Regions from separate parts of the Mus musculus genome. Here all the other regions are linked to region 1. The links are chromatin contacts, called in public ChIA-PET, Hi-C and promoter capture Hi-C maps. All regions are on one chromosome and are shown on one strand. The core of a region is the stretch at or near the end of the contact, and the rest is flanking DNA. Distances in the headings are between cores, read along the strand shown. Region 1 holds the start of Rpl12 (ribosomal protein L12). Region 2 overlaps Lmx1b (LIM homeobox transcription factor 1 beta). Region 3 holds the start of Prrc2b (proline-rich coiled-coil 2B). Region 4 holds the start of Ciz1 (CDKN1A interacting zinc finger protein 1).

The links. Promoter capture Hi-C pulls out the DNA fragments that hold promoters and counts their contacts. A called contact is a pair of places that touch in the nucleus more often than the background predicts. ChIA-PET counts read pairs in DNA pulled down with a chosen protein or histone mark.
Region 2: a contact with region 1 is called in a promoter capture Hi-C map of hippocampal neurons, with 2.6 times the contacts expected there. The contact joins the enhancer-like site here to the promoter of Rpl12 in region 1. A contact is called at or near these places in 4 of 39 promoter capture datasets (3T3-L1-derived adipocytes, the C10 cell line, embryonic stem cells and 1 more).
Region 3: a Hi-C map of CD8 T cells shows a contact between it and region 1, with 2.6 times the contacts expected there. The contact joins the promoter of Prrc2b here to the promoter of Rpl12 in region 1. A contact is called at or near these places in 2 of 484 Hi-C or Micro-C datasets (CD4 T cells and CD8 T cells) and 1 of 115 datasets of contacts at active chromatin or transcription factors (pancreatic cancer cells).
Region 4: a contact with region 1 is called in an RNA polymerase II ChIA-PET map of memory CD8 T cells, with 8 read pairs. The contact joins the promoter of Ciz1 here to the promoter of Rpl12 in region 1. A contact is called at or near these places in 1 of 115 datasets of contacts at active chromatin or transcription factors (memory CD8 T cells) and 1 of 9 other capture datasets (liver).

What each region holds. Positions count from the first base shown.
Region 1 is chr2:32,960,076-32,963,186 of GRCm38.p6, forward strand. Rpl12 (ribosomal protein L12) reads left to right here and starts at 1,637. Exons shown (of 7, transcript NM_009076.3): 1 at 1,637-1,764; 2 at 1,974-2,047; 3 at 2,499-2,597; 4 at 2,910-2,991. The coding sequence starts at 1,728. It overlaps Lrsam1 (leucine rich repeat and sterile alpha motif containing 1), which reads right to left and starts at 1,566. Exons shown (of 26, transcript NM_199302.3): 1 at 1,487-1,566; 2 at 969-1,180.
Region 2 is chr2:33,558,318-33,561,323 of GRCm38.p6, forward strand. Lmx1b (LIM homeobox transcription factor 1 beta) reads right to left here. Exons shown (of 8, transcript NM_010725.3): 8 at 2,648-3,006. Among named protein-coding and RNA genes, the nearest start is that of Gm39789, 4.3 kb to the left of the region's middle. Within about 2 kb of position 1,619, at least 8 of the 459 cell types and tissues checked have an H3K27ac peak or open chromatin away from gene starts, as enhancers often do. A contact at or near this core is called in hippocampal neurons, where this site is marked.
Region 3 is chr2:32,149,627-32,152,551 of GRCm38.p6, forward strand. Prrc2b (proline-rich coiled-coil 2B) reads left to right here and starts at 1,522. Exons shown (of 32, transcript NM_001159634.1): 1 at 1,522-1,665.
Region 4 is chr2:32,361,678-32,364,696 of GRCm38.p6, forward strand. It overlaps Ciz1 (CDKN1A interacting zinc finger protein 1), which reads left to right and starts at 1,521. Exons shown (of 17, transcript NM_028412.2): 1 at 1,521-1,621; 2 at 2,128-2,302; 3 at 2,542-2,657. The coding sequence starts at 2,133.

The sequences.
Region 1 (3,111 bases), core at 387-2,886:
GAGATCTATGAGTTAAGCAAAAATCAAAATGCAATCTTCAGGCACCTTAGCAGGCTTCCAGCTACTGCTCATTTGGTTCTCCTTACAGCCCCGTGGAGAATCCGATGCTGAGTAAGGTCATTCATCTGGTGATATGACCTGGGTTGTAGAAACACCAGGCTGGGACACTTGCCTTTCAAGTCCTGATCCTGTGCCGCTTGCACGGCTCCTTGGACCTCCCAGTTTAGCCAAGTTAATCATTGTGTCCTGAATTCAGTAGCTGGCTGCCCATAGCTGGCTGCAACTTCCAGTGCTGTCTAAGGGCCAGCAATAGGAAGGACATAATCATTTGGAGGAAGTGTGTAACTCACGGCATGGGCTCTGACACCTAAGACATTAGCTGTGTCACTTTGTGTCACTGGTCGGAGCCGGTTTCCTCATTTGTAATATGGAGCAATGTTGCCAATGCTGGCCTCTGTGGGGTCAGTGACTTCATGTATGTCAGGTCTATGCCATAGACTCTGCCACAGGGTACCACACACATGACAAATGCACTCAGGTACTATTACAGTTGCTAAGGAGAAGAGGGCTGGAGGAGCCTTGCAGTAGAGGACACATGTGGTCCTGAGGGATTTCAGGTCTCCATTTGTGGGCGTGGGCTGTCAGAGGAGGTTGCTGGGCCTGCAGGGCCTGCTCAGGACTCTCCGCACTCAATTGCAGCACTCCTGAGAGACAGCTCCCTCCATCCCTATCTGATGGCCACGACTTAAATCCCTTACAGATGGCTCACTAATGACTAGCCTCCCTCGCCCCCATCCTCCAGATCTACATTTCCAAATACCTTCTTCAATGACTATCTCTGCCAATTCCCCCTCCCTCACCGTTCTCAGCAGGGCTCGTTCAGTTCTGGTTTGAACTTTCCTGATGGTCCAGCTTGGCTGGGAAGAACCACACCCATCCTTCCCTGGCAGGGCTGGCCAGCGGCTAACCTGGCTCTGTGGATGGGGAGGTCCTCCACCGATGTTCCGATTCTTGGGTGGACCTCAAGGTAGGCCAGTCACTCCGAAGACTTGGCCACAGATACAAACCATTGGCCCCCAAAAGCTGAGCTGGTGTCCGGTCTCCTTCAAACATAGAAGTGAGCACCGAAACTTTAAATTTCAGAAAGACACGCAACTCAGGATGACAAAGTCTCGAGATTCTAGAAACCAAGGAATTGCAGAATTAAAGACTCGTGATTAGACTCGAATAGTTTGTTTCTGTAACTAACATGCACATACCGCAAACAGGTTAGGAGGGTACTAGGGTGGCACTGGTACTAGGGTCGCTCAAGTCAGGTGCAGATCCCTTAGGGGAGGGGCGGGGCCCTGGGCTGGGTCCCAGGGGCTCCAGAGTCACCGTCAAGAGAAGGGAACGTGGACCAGGAACCAGGACCTCTGGTGCAGCCCTACTCTGTTGCCCAGGCAAGGTGCTCCGAACATTTACCCCTTCCGAATCCCGAGCTCACCCACAGACCAAGCTCTGCAGTCCTCTGCCGCAGACGCCTGCCCATAAGAAACAGGGCGACCAGGGTGTCGCCCAGAGACTGGGTGGGGCCAGCGGTTCTCGCGAGAGCTGAGCTTTTCCGCCTATATCCGGCGTGGGCGGAGCAGGATCCGTCTTTTCGGCTTTCGGCTCGGAGGAGGCAACGGTGCAACTTTCTTCGGTCGTCCCGAATCCGGGTTCATCCGACACCAGCCGCCTCCACCATGCCGCCCAAGTTCGACCCCAACGAGGTCAAAGTCGGTGCGTGCCCTCGCCGCGCCCGGGTGCTGTCCCGGGGCCTGGCGGGTCTCCCTTGGGCCTTGGCTGCCACGTGTGTAAGAGGGGAGGGAGCCCGACGCTCTGGCGGCCCGTGCGCCTTAGGGTAAGGCCTGGCCCGGGACATCTGAAGCCCGACGGCAGCGCGCAGGGCGGCCTGCGCCGCAGAGGTTCTGATTTTGCTTTTTCTTCAGTGTACCTGAGGTGCACCGGAGGCGAGGTCGGCGCCACATCCGCCTTGGCCCCGAAGATCGGTCCTCTGGGTCTGGTAAGTCGTCGCTCCCGAGCCGTAGACCTCTAACGTGCATGCTGTTTGGCCTGTAGATGTGTTCTGTCCCCGTGGAGGGCAGAAGAGGCCACCATGTCCCTGGTGCAGGCCGGGATGTGGGTGCTGGGACTTGGGACGCAAAGGAAAACTGAGATAACACGTGCACGGAGGCTCGTGCCACAGCCCGGTTGAGGCAGCCATTGGACTTGCTTAAATCCACTAGCCTCCGTGGGTAACGCACGGGAACCTAGTGTTTAAAGCTCCGAGGGTTCCCCATTGCAGCAGAAAGTGTTTTGCTTTGTTAGCCCTTACTGCAGAGTTGTCTTAGTGAAGAAGGATGTGGAGCCATTGTGGGCAGGCTCCTGTGGGACGGTGAGGAGGGCTGGCGGTGAGCTTGAAGGTCCTGGCTTCAACTTTGGGCACATGGTAACGAATGCTATTATTTCTACAGTCTCCGAAGAAAGTTGGCGATGACATTGCCAAGGCTACCGGTGACTGGAAGGGTCTCAGAATTACAGTGAAACTGACCATCCAGAACAGACAGGCCCAGGTATTTACATTGCTTGCTGTGGGGGGTTGAGGGAAGGGTTGAGATAGCAGCCCTCAGGAATCATGGGTCTTGGCAAAGATTTCCCTGTCCCGGTGAATCGGATTTTATCCTTGTGGGAGGGCTATACGACAGGGTTCACTGTAAGTCAGTAGTAGGTGCCAGGGTGCAGGAGTCCGCCATGCTAGGGATTCAACTCTGGAGGTGAGGCCAGCAGGAAGCACCTTAGCTAGCCGAGCTGTTTTTTCGGGGCCCTTTAGCGTGTCTGGTGGTGGTTGGTTTTCTGGGCTGTGTTCACATCAAGTCTCTTTGCAGATCGAGGTGGTGCCTTCTGCCTCAGCCCTGATCATCAAAGCCCTCAAGGAGCCACCGAGAGACAGGAAGAAGCAGAAGAACAGTGAGTCGGCCCCACTCCCTGGGTTTCCGCTGCAGTGTGCTACTCAGCTGTGTCGACCCCTTTCTTGGGACCTAGGGGTGGAATGAGATCACAGTAGGCGTCTGTTGTCTGTTCCCTTTC
Region 2 (3,006 bases), core at 369-2,868, 600 kb after region 1:
TGGGCCTCTACTGCCCAACGCTTATTCTCCCCACTGGCCATCCTCAGGACCCTTAGCAATCCCTTCTGCAAGCATTGAGAGCCCAGCTGGCTAGTCTGTGGACGATGGCCTGCCTGACTCCCGAGTGCCACCTTGTGGCCTGATGTGTGACTGCAGGGTTCATGTAGAAATTCTGGCTGGTCAGTCTTGGGGATTTAGAAGCTAAATAGAGGGAAATAGAGGAAGAAGAGAGTGGGATGGTGTCCACAGAGAGCCATGTGGGTGCTCTGTCACATGGGCACACTGCTCGTGCCAGATCAAGGCATGGATAATACATATTCTTCATCTAGGGAATGGGCACCGGCTTCATTTCTTCTCTGTTCCATTTGCGAGAGTAAACATTTCTTGGTTCTATATAGTAGTTCACAGTTCTATATAGTAGTTCACAGCTGACCTAATTTACTCTGCTGGTTTGGAGACAAGGACATCCAAGTTGTCCTTCCTTTCCTGTCTGACCCTGGCACCACTCAGAGTCTCCATTTTTGACTCTCAGACTCCAAGGTCATTGGGGTTTGCCCCACTGCCATGCCTCTTGTGGCTCCTGCTTCTGATCCTCAACTTGCTCTTCCATCTTCCTAGATATCCTTGTCGGTCTCTGTCTTGTCCATTCCTCTACGACCACTCTGGGATGCTCAGCCCAAGTGTTTTCTCTTCCAGGAGGGTTTCCCTGGAGTCCCAAGCCCTGGGGCGATCCCTCCCCACTTTGAGTCACTTATGTCTTTTGAGTGACTGCTCATGCTTGACCCAGGAGACCTGGGTCACAGAAGAAAGAAGATAGAGATGAAGGAAGGCTCAACCCCTCTCCCTCCAGCTCCAGCCAATTTCACAAGATCTCAAAGCAGTGAGTGGGGTCAAGGTCTGCTTGAGGACGCTGAGAAGCCATCAGCCTGCAGGACCGGGACCTTTGAGGAGAGCACTCCCCCTCCCCGTCTTACTCCCCAGTCCATGTCTTCATCTGGACGGGGTGGGGGTGGGGGTCGGGGGATGCAGGTGACAATGAGGCAGTGGATTAGCTCAGCCCCCACCCCCACATTTTTTAGTGACAGGATTTTAGACATTGCTCTAGGCTACAGGGTTGGCAGCCCACTGTTCTTGAAGAATAGAACATGGACGCCCCTCACCCCTCCCTCCATCGTCCCTCCTCCAGTTCCAGCTTGGAGCCCAGCCACCAAGGCTCTGTTTAGTCCTGCCTCCGGAGCTGTGCAGTTTGGACCATGTGACTTAGGTTTCCCGGAGTCTTGTGAGGCACGCTGAAGGTAGGAGATTCCCTACCTCCAGGTGTCTGGACTGACCTTGGAGGATCTTGTCCTAGGACCAGAAACAGTGGGCCTGGAAGAGCAGCTGAGTTTTCGGTGTGGGGGTGGGGTGGGATTGGCAAGGCTCAAATGTTGTGATTCAAGCTGCTTTCCTGTCTAGATTGTGTCCTCCCGTTTGCTTCATCATACTGAGCTATCACCTCCTCTCCTGGGCCTCGGTGTCCCTTCTGAAGCCCAGGACCCTGCCTTTTAGGTTACATACAAACGAAGAAAAGGCATCTCCGAAGTTGCTTAGCAGCCAGTTACCCAGCAGAGGTTGTGGAGAGGCAGTCCCCTAGGGGGCGCTGGTGCTCACCGGCAGAGTGAGAGGTCTCATGGTGGCTCTCAGGTGGTCCTGACAGCCACAGTTGAGGCTCTGTTGGGTTTTGTCCCCTGGCTGACCTGCCCATCAGTGCTCCAGGCAGGAGACCCCATGCTTGTCTTCTGGATCCTCAGGGGCCCAGCTGTGGTCTGTGTCACCTCATTTGGGGTCATCTCTGGTATGCTCAGCTCACATGCCTCAGACTAAAGACTGCCCCATCCCATCTTCGCCCTTTGTACACACAATGACCAGGGGGCCTAGATATTTCCTGAATACCTTGAGAGTCTGGACTTCTCTTGCTCACCACAGGTACCACCCTGGTCAAAGCTGCTGTCACCTCTCACCTCAGAGACCCAGCTGACCTCCCTGACCCCATTCAGTTCACCTAAGCTAATCATATATTTCTGCTCAGCAGAGTCCTTCTCCTGGCCCCGCCTTAGCTACCTTTCTGGTCGCATTCTGCCTCCTCCGAGGTTTATAAGCCTGGACCATCCTCAGACATCCTTCTCACCCCCGGGCTCTCTCCCCAGCTAGGTAACTTCAGATCTCAGCTGAATGGCTTCTTCTAGGAAGTCTTCCCTGATTCCCACCCCCATGAGACCAGCTGCCCCAGGACCAAGGCTCTATTACATGTCACCTGAACTACATCAGGTTTTCTACACCCTTGGAGGTGACCATCTCTTCCTTCATTCTCAGCCTGGTTGACACTGAAAGAAGCCCCCATAGGCAATGGCTGCCTCAATGAAGGGATGGGTGTTTTGGGTGATTGGACAGAGGGCACTGGACATGGATGACTGTGTTGGACTCAAGGCTGAGATGGCCAGGGCTGAGGCAAGGAGGGAAGGAGAGGGGATTGGTTATGAGGTAGAGTTGGGCAAGACCCAAACCCAGTGTCCATGACTTATCGCCCTGTCAGTCACAGGGCGGTCCAGTAGTGTCACGGGCAGCTCCCGCTTAGACCCAAGCCCCATCCCCAAGGAGGGGCCACACAGGAGTGTACAGGTTGTTTATTTACAAATATACCAACATCTTGTCTTTTTTTCTTGCTGTTTCCATTTTCTGCTTTTGTGGGAAGAGGCAGAAGGTGAGTGGAAGGCGGGGGTGGTGATGTGGAAACGCTAATAAATAATTTAACAATGACAAGTTATTAAATAAAATGTGTGTGGGGATGGCAGGCGGGCAGTCTGTACAAGGTAAACGGAAAGAATACGATGGGTGGCCTGGCCCCAGTCCAGCTGCAACAAACGCCCTCCAAGCGGGACCCCAGGGCAGGGCAGCAGCCCAGAGACCATTGGCAATTGCCCCTGTCAAGGGCCACATGTTGAAGGGTCCTTCCTGTCTCCCTGCTCC
Region 3 (2,925 bases), core at 272-2,771, 810 kb before region 1:
TGAATGTTATTTTTAATTGCTAGGATATCTGGAATAGATAAGGAGAACCTAGCACTGCACAGTAACCTCGAAGGGAGCCAGTCTCTCTCCCAGGCCTTTTGTTCTGCATTCACACGAATACACACCCAAGTGGGGTGGTTTATGTCATGTTTTAAAAAGGGTGAAGTGGCCGGGCAGTGGTGGTGCAAGCCTTTAATTCCAGCACTTGGGAGACAGAGGCAGGCAGATTTCTGAGTTTGAGGGCAGCCTGGTCTACAGAGTGAGTTCCAGGACAGCCAGGGATACACAGAGAAACCCTGTCTTGAAAAACAAAACAAAATAAAACAACAACAAAAAAAGGTGAAGTGTCTATACGGTGCACTTGTTATGGAAGGGAGACCTTGCTGTGGAATGGTGCAACGAACCACTTCTGCCGTACCACTTCTGCCGTACCACTTCTGCCGTACCACTTCTGCGTGTTTCCTGCATGTATCTTGCCACTGGGATCCCCCTCTCCCTCCACACATTCTAACAGGTCAGGACTGTCAGGCTGTCAGGTTTGTCTGTCAAGAGGCTCTAGAGCTCTGGGGGTGGTGGGAGCAGGATCCAAGTTCAGTCCCTCTTCTGAGCCCCCCTCCCTCTCAGGTCTGCATCCCCTGCCTTTTAGGGTGCTGAGTCCTCCCCATTCTCCCCACCCTTTTGCATTCTCACCCCAGAGCTCTCCCTGGGGTCCCCTCCCAGTCTATGTCTGCTTCTTTCAAGAGCCCCTCCCCCACCCATGGAGGAGGCCTTCTCCATGGGTGGGGGTGGTCTTCAACCAGATCCACTCTCCGTTGAGATTCCTCTTCACCAGGAGCCTCTCTCCATGAAGACCCCTCTGATTTGGGACCCCATCTCCATCCATGTATCTTGCTACTGGGATCCCCCTCTCCCCCCAGTTCCTTTACTTTTTCTCCATTTGAGCCGTCCTCTCCATTGCAGCCTCTTTGCACCAGGGCTTCCTCCTTCTCCTGGTTCCTTTCCACCTAGGCCCCTTCTCCATCAAAGTCCCTCTCCACCAAGGCCTCTTCTCCATCAAGGTCCCTCTCCACCAAGGCCTCTTCTCCATCAAGGTCTCTCTCCACCTAGGCCCCTTCTCCATCAAGGTCCCTCTCCACCTAGGCCCCTTCTTCATCAAGGTCTTTCCATTTGGGCCCCTTCTCCACCTCGGCCTCCTCTCCACGTAAGCCCCTTGTCCATCAAGGTCCCTCTCCACCGCGTCCCCTCTCCAGCCGAGCCTCCTCTCCATCTAGGTCCCTCTCTTCCGCAGCCCCTCTGCACCGCGGCCCAGCTCGCTCCCCGCGCTCTCCCTCCTCCTCTCCCCCGCCCTCCCTCCCGGGACAGGGGCGACGCAGCAGGGGGCGCTGCGCGGGCCACCGTGCGGGCGGCGGGCGGGGGCGGCGCGGAGGCGGAGGCGGCGGCGGCGGGGGGCGGGGAGCCGAGCGCGGGCGGGAGGCGGCGGCGAGCCACAGCGCCGAGGCTCCAGCGAGCGCCGAGGAGCGGGAGGAGGAGGAGGAGGCAGAGGCAGGAGCGCAGAGCGCCGAGCCCCGCGCCGCCGCCGCGCAATCCGCCGCCATCCGCCGCCCCCGCGCCCGGCCGCCGCCCGACCGCCATCGCCCGGGCCCGTCGCGCGCGGACGCAGACCAGGTGGGCCGGGGCCGGGGCCAGGGCAGAGGCCGGGGTTGCGCTTTGTCTCCGCGGCGGTGCGCTGCGGCGGGCGCGGGGCTGCGGCCTGGGCGGCCTGCTCGGCGCTCCCCAGCTCGCCATTGTTGTGTCTTCGCGGCCAGGGCGGGAGGACGGCGGGCCGAGCGGGGCTGGGCAAGGCTCGGGGTCGGGATCGAGCCCGAGGGCTCTCCTGCGCCCGGGGACGGCGGCCTTGTCGGCCGGGGTGGGGGACGCGGGACCCCGAGGCCGCCCGGAACCGCAGGCCGAGCGCCGCCCCGGCTCGGGTGGGTTCGGCTGAGGGAAGCGGGGTGGTGTTTTCACGGCACCCGGAGCCGCTGCTAAAAATGTTTAATGATAAACAGGATGTCGCTGCTCGGGGCCTGCCAGATTGATTTTTTTGTTTGTTTCTTTTTCTTCGTCTACCTTTTAAGAGAGAAATGCAGACCTATTGAGATAGATGGTGGGCCTCTCTGGAGAGGATCTGCCTGCATAAAAGTGGACGCTGCTGCTTTCCTTTCTTCTTTGTAAATATCGTGGGGGGATGAAGCCCACTGTTAGGCAAGAATAGGTGTCGCCCCCCTTCCCCAGGCAATGGTGAGCTTGAAGGAAGTGGGAGAAGGGGGGCGCCGATGCTCTCCGGAGTGTGTCATTTGCTAAATGGCTGCCTGGGAGAAACCTTTATAAAGCTGTCTTTTGCAGGGTAGTTAAATTTCACCTACGTTTTTTCTTTCCTGGAAAGGTTAGCGTGTATTTCGGTGTGTTGTCTGTTTGCGTTGTATATCTCACTTGGGTTTTCTGTCCGTCTGTCTGAAGCCTCAGCGCCCTTTCTCAGCAGTACAACCGCAGGGGCTTGCTTTGTATCGTAATGTCTGCACCGTCGTGGTGCAAGCTGGGACCTGAGGGGTACAGGCTGTGGAGTGGGATGCTTGCTGCCACCGAGGGACTACTCAGCCTTCACAGGCAGAGAGGCATGACTTGGCAAGCCGTCGGTGCTCTGTAGTTACTCTGTGCTGTCAACCTAGGACAGAAGGCTGGCCACTTGTGGTGTCATCCATGCTGGGGCATGCCACAGGTGCTGGTTTGAAGTGGCAGCGTTGGAGAAGGGATTCAAAACATTGGGTGATGTAGGACTGCTGGAAGTTCCAGGTCAGCCTGGGCTACATGGTGAAAACCCAACAAAATACCCACATCCGTAGGTACTTTGGTTAGTGCTGGGCCTCAGTGGGGAGGAGGCACGGACTG
Region 4 (3,019 bases), core at 271-2,770, 600 kb before region 1:
AGTAGTGATCTGTCCTCTGCGGTCCCTAGCGCCGCCGAGCGGCCAGTCCTCTCAGTCTACACTGGGCGCGAAGTGGGGGGATGAACAAGATAAAAGAATTGCCAAGACCAGTGGGGCTAAGGGGTGTCCGCAGTGGCAGGACCTTTTTAGGGGCAGGTAAGAGCCATTAAAGAAAGTAACTGTGTCAGACGTGGTGGCAGAAGCCAGCGGGTTTCTGTGAATTCGAGGCCAGTCTGGTCTATAGTGAGTTTCCATATGTAGCCATTGCTACACAACACAATGAAACGGAAAAGGAAATCAGAGGCTTGGGAACTTGTTAAGTGGTTAACGTTTGTTCTTCTTCCAAAGGACCCAGGTTCAGCTCCCAGCACTCCCACAGGTGGCTCACAACCATCCACAAACTTCTTCCTAGGGGATCAGATGCCCTCTTTAGACCTCTGCAAGCACTAGGCACATACAAAGTACACACACATACATGCAGGCAAAACATTCATACACCTGAAATAAGAATACATATTTAAAAGACGGGGGTGAGAGGCGGGCGTGGTGGCGCACGCCTTTAATCCCAGCACTCGGGAGGCAGAGGCAGACGGATTTCTGAGTTCGAGGCCAGCCTGGTCTACAAAGTGAGTGCCAGGACAGCCAGGGCTATACAGAGAAACCCTGCCTCAAAAAACCAAAAACCAAAAAAAAAAAAAAAAAAACCAAAAAAAAAAAAAACCAAAAAAAAACAAAAAACAAAAAAAAACAAAAACAAAAAAACAAAAAACGGGGATGAGGAGAGATAGCTCAGTGGTTAAGAGCACTTGTTCTTGCAGAGGAGCTGGGTTCGATTCCTAGCACTCACAAGACAATTCACAAATGTTTCTAACTCTAGTTCCAGGATGTACAAGATATACACGATATACAGATACACATACGTTCAAAACACTCATACACATAAACTAAATCTTTTTTAAAAAAATGTAAAAAACAAAACTATTTTTTTAAAGCTGAATTCACCACACATACGCGCGCCCGCTTGCTCTTGTCCCAGCCCCACGCGGGCTCGGGATCTGGGGACAGTGGTGGCATTGGGGAGGTCAGTTGGGATCTGACCGACTGTCGGTCCCCTTTGCCCCTGCCAGATAAACAGACGGCCGTGGGAACTCAGAATCGCCCCTTCCCGATGCTGGGATCTGGGGACAGGAGCCTACGCTGCCCGGCGCCTCATAGCACCTGGGAGCCACCGCGGCTCTAGCGATTGCAGATTGGTCGCGGTCCCCGCGACGTGACCTGCGCGCGAGGCTTGTTCGCCCGCCGCGGCGTCCGCGCTGAGGCCTCCGCACCTCCAGAGGGCGCTCTGCGCGGGAGTGGCCAGCCGCTGGGCCTTCGGAGTGTCCCGGTCCGGTCACCGTCCCGAGCAGCCCGGGAGCTCCGGAGCCCGCCTTACGAGTCAGCTCGTGGCTTTCACGGTTTCGGTTTTCGTGGATTGCCGGGAGGTGAGGGGGAGCCAGTGTGGTGCCCGCCCCGGAAGCGACAGTGGAGGAGGGTTGGGCACCCCGGGAAGGGTGGACCGCAGGGATAGCGGCTACTTGCAGAGAGCCTACGGGCTTTGTGGACAGGCGAGGCCACAGGATTAGTTAAGTGGCGTTGGCTATATCTGCGAGGGAAGGGAGTGGAGGGATGAGGGACAACGGAGCGGGGTGGGGGTGTGCTGCGGCGGACGGAAGCGTTTCCCATCCAGGGTTCATGGATTTAAGTGACACAATTTAGGGAGAGGACAGCGGAATCCAAAACAGGGAAGTGTGCACGGGAAGCACCAGGAAGTGTAGAGTGACTGACAGGCAGGAGATGGGAGTGGAAAGGTGTGCTCCGATTAGAAGGTTGGACCGCCAGAGTTGAAGAGATGGGAGGGAAGATAAAGAACTGAAGGCGTGTCTGTGTGTGTATCCTGTTCTGGCAGCTGACCGGAAGAACTGGAAGCCCCGAAGCCCCGGGTATAAATGCAGCGTGCTCTTGGCGTGGGTGGGACTGTGTAGCGGTGAAGCTTAGCAGGCGTTATGCTGGGGTGGGTGTTTTGGGAGGGGAGAGAAGCTGGATCATCCCAAAGTGGTGATCTGACCCTACCCACCATACCCCCTTCAGCCACCATGTTCAACCCGCAACTCCAGCAGCAGCAACAGTTGCAGCAGCAGCAGCAACAGTTGCAGCAGCAGCTCCAGCAGCAGCAGCTCCAGCAGCAGCAACAGCAGATACTGCAGCTCCAACAGCTGCTGCAACAGTCCCCACCACAGGCCTCCTTGTCCATTCCTGTCAGCCGGTGAGTTTTCCACTTCCAGGAGCAGTCTGAGGTCTGACGGCTCAGACCCACATTTTGGAGCCTGGCTCCCAGTAGTTATTTTTTCCCCAGGGGCATCCTTGTTTGAGTATTAAATGTCATCAGTTTCTACCTTGGAGGGGATCCTCCATCTGCCATTGAGATGGAGAGAATGGAGGTGAGAGACCTCCGGGTAGATGGCTTTCCCAGGACCCCTCTGACACCCTACTCCCATCACACAGGGGCCTCCCCCAGCAGTCATCCCCGCAACAGCTTCTGAGTCTCCAGGGCCTCCACTCGACCTCCCTGCTCAATGGCCCCATGCTGCAAAGAGCTTTGCTCCTACAGCAGTTGCAAGGTATGGCAGTTCCCCGTGGCCCTCAGCTTCTTCCTAACCCATTCATTCTTACCAACACTCACAGCGGCCCTAACAGCATCCTTATAGATGAAGATACCAGGCTCCCAGGAGATGAAGTCCACAGGCTACTCTGCTAAGTACAGGGTTACCGGGCTACGGTGCTGGCCGTTCCTGCCTCTGCTGATAAACCTAAGGGGAGGCACACCCGTAACCCCCCTCTACAAATGAGGATAGCAACCTGAGGCCCAGAAGAGGGACCATGTGCCCATAGTCACAACACAGGTAGAAGCTAATTAGACAGCCATCACTTGGTATCCCTACCAGGACCCCAGCGTGGACAGCCTTTCGGGGTGACTTTCAAA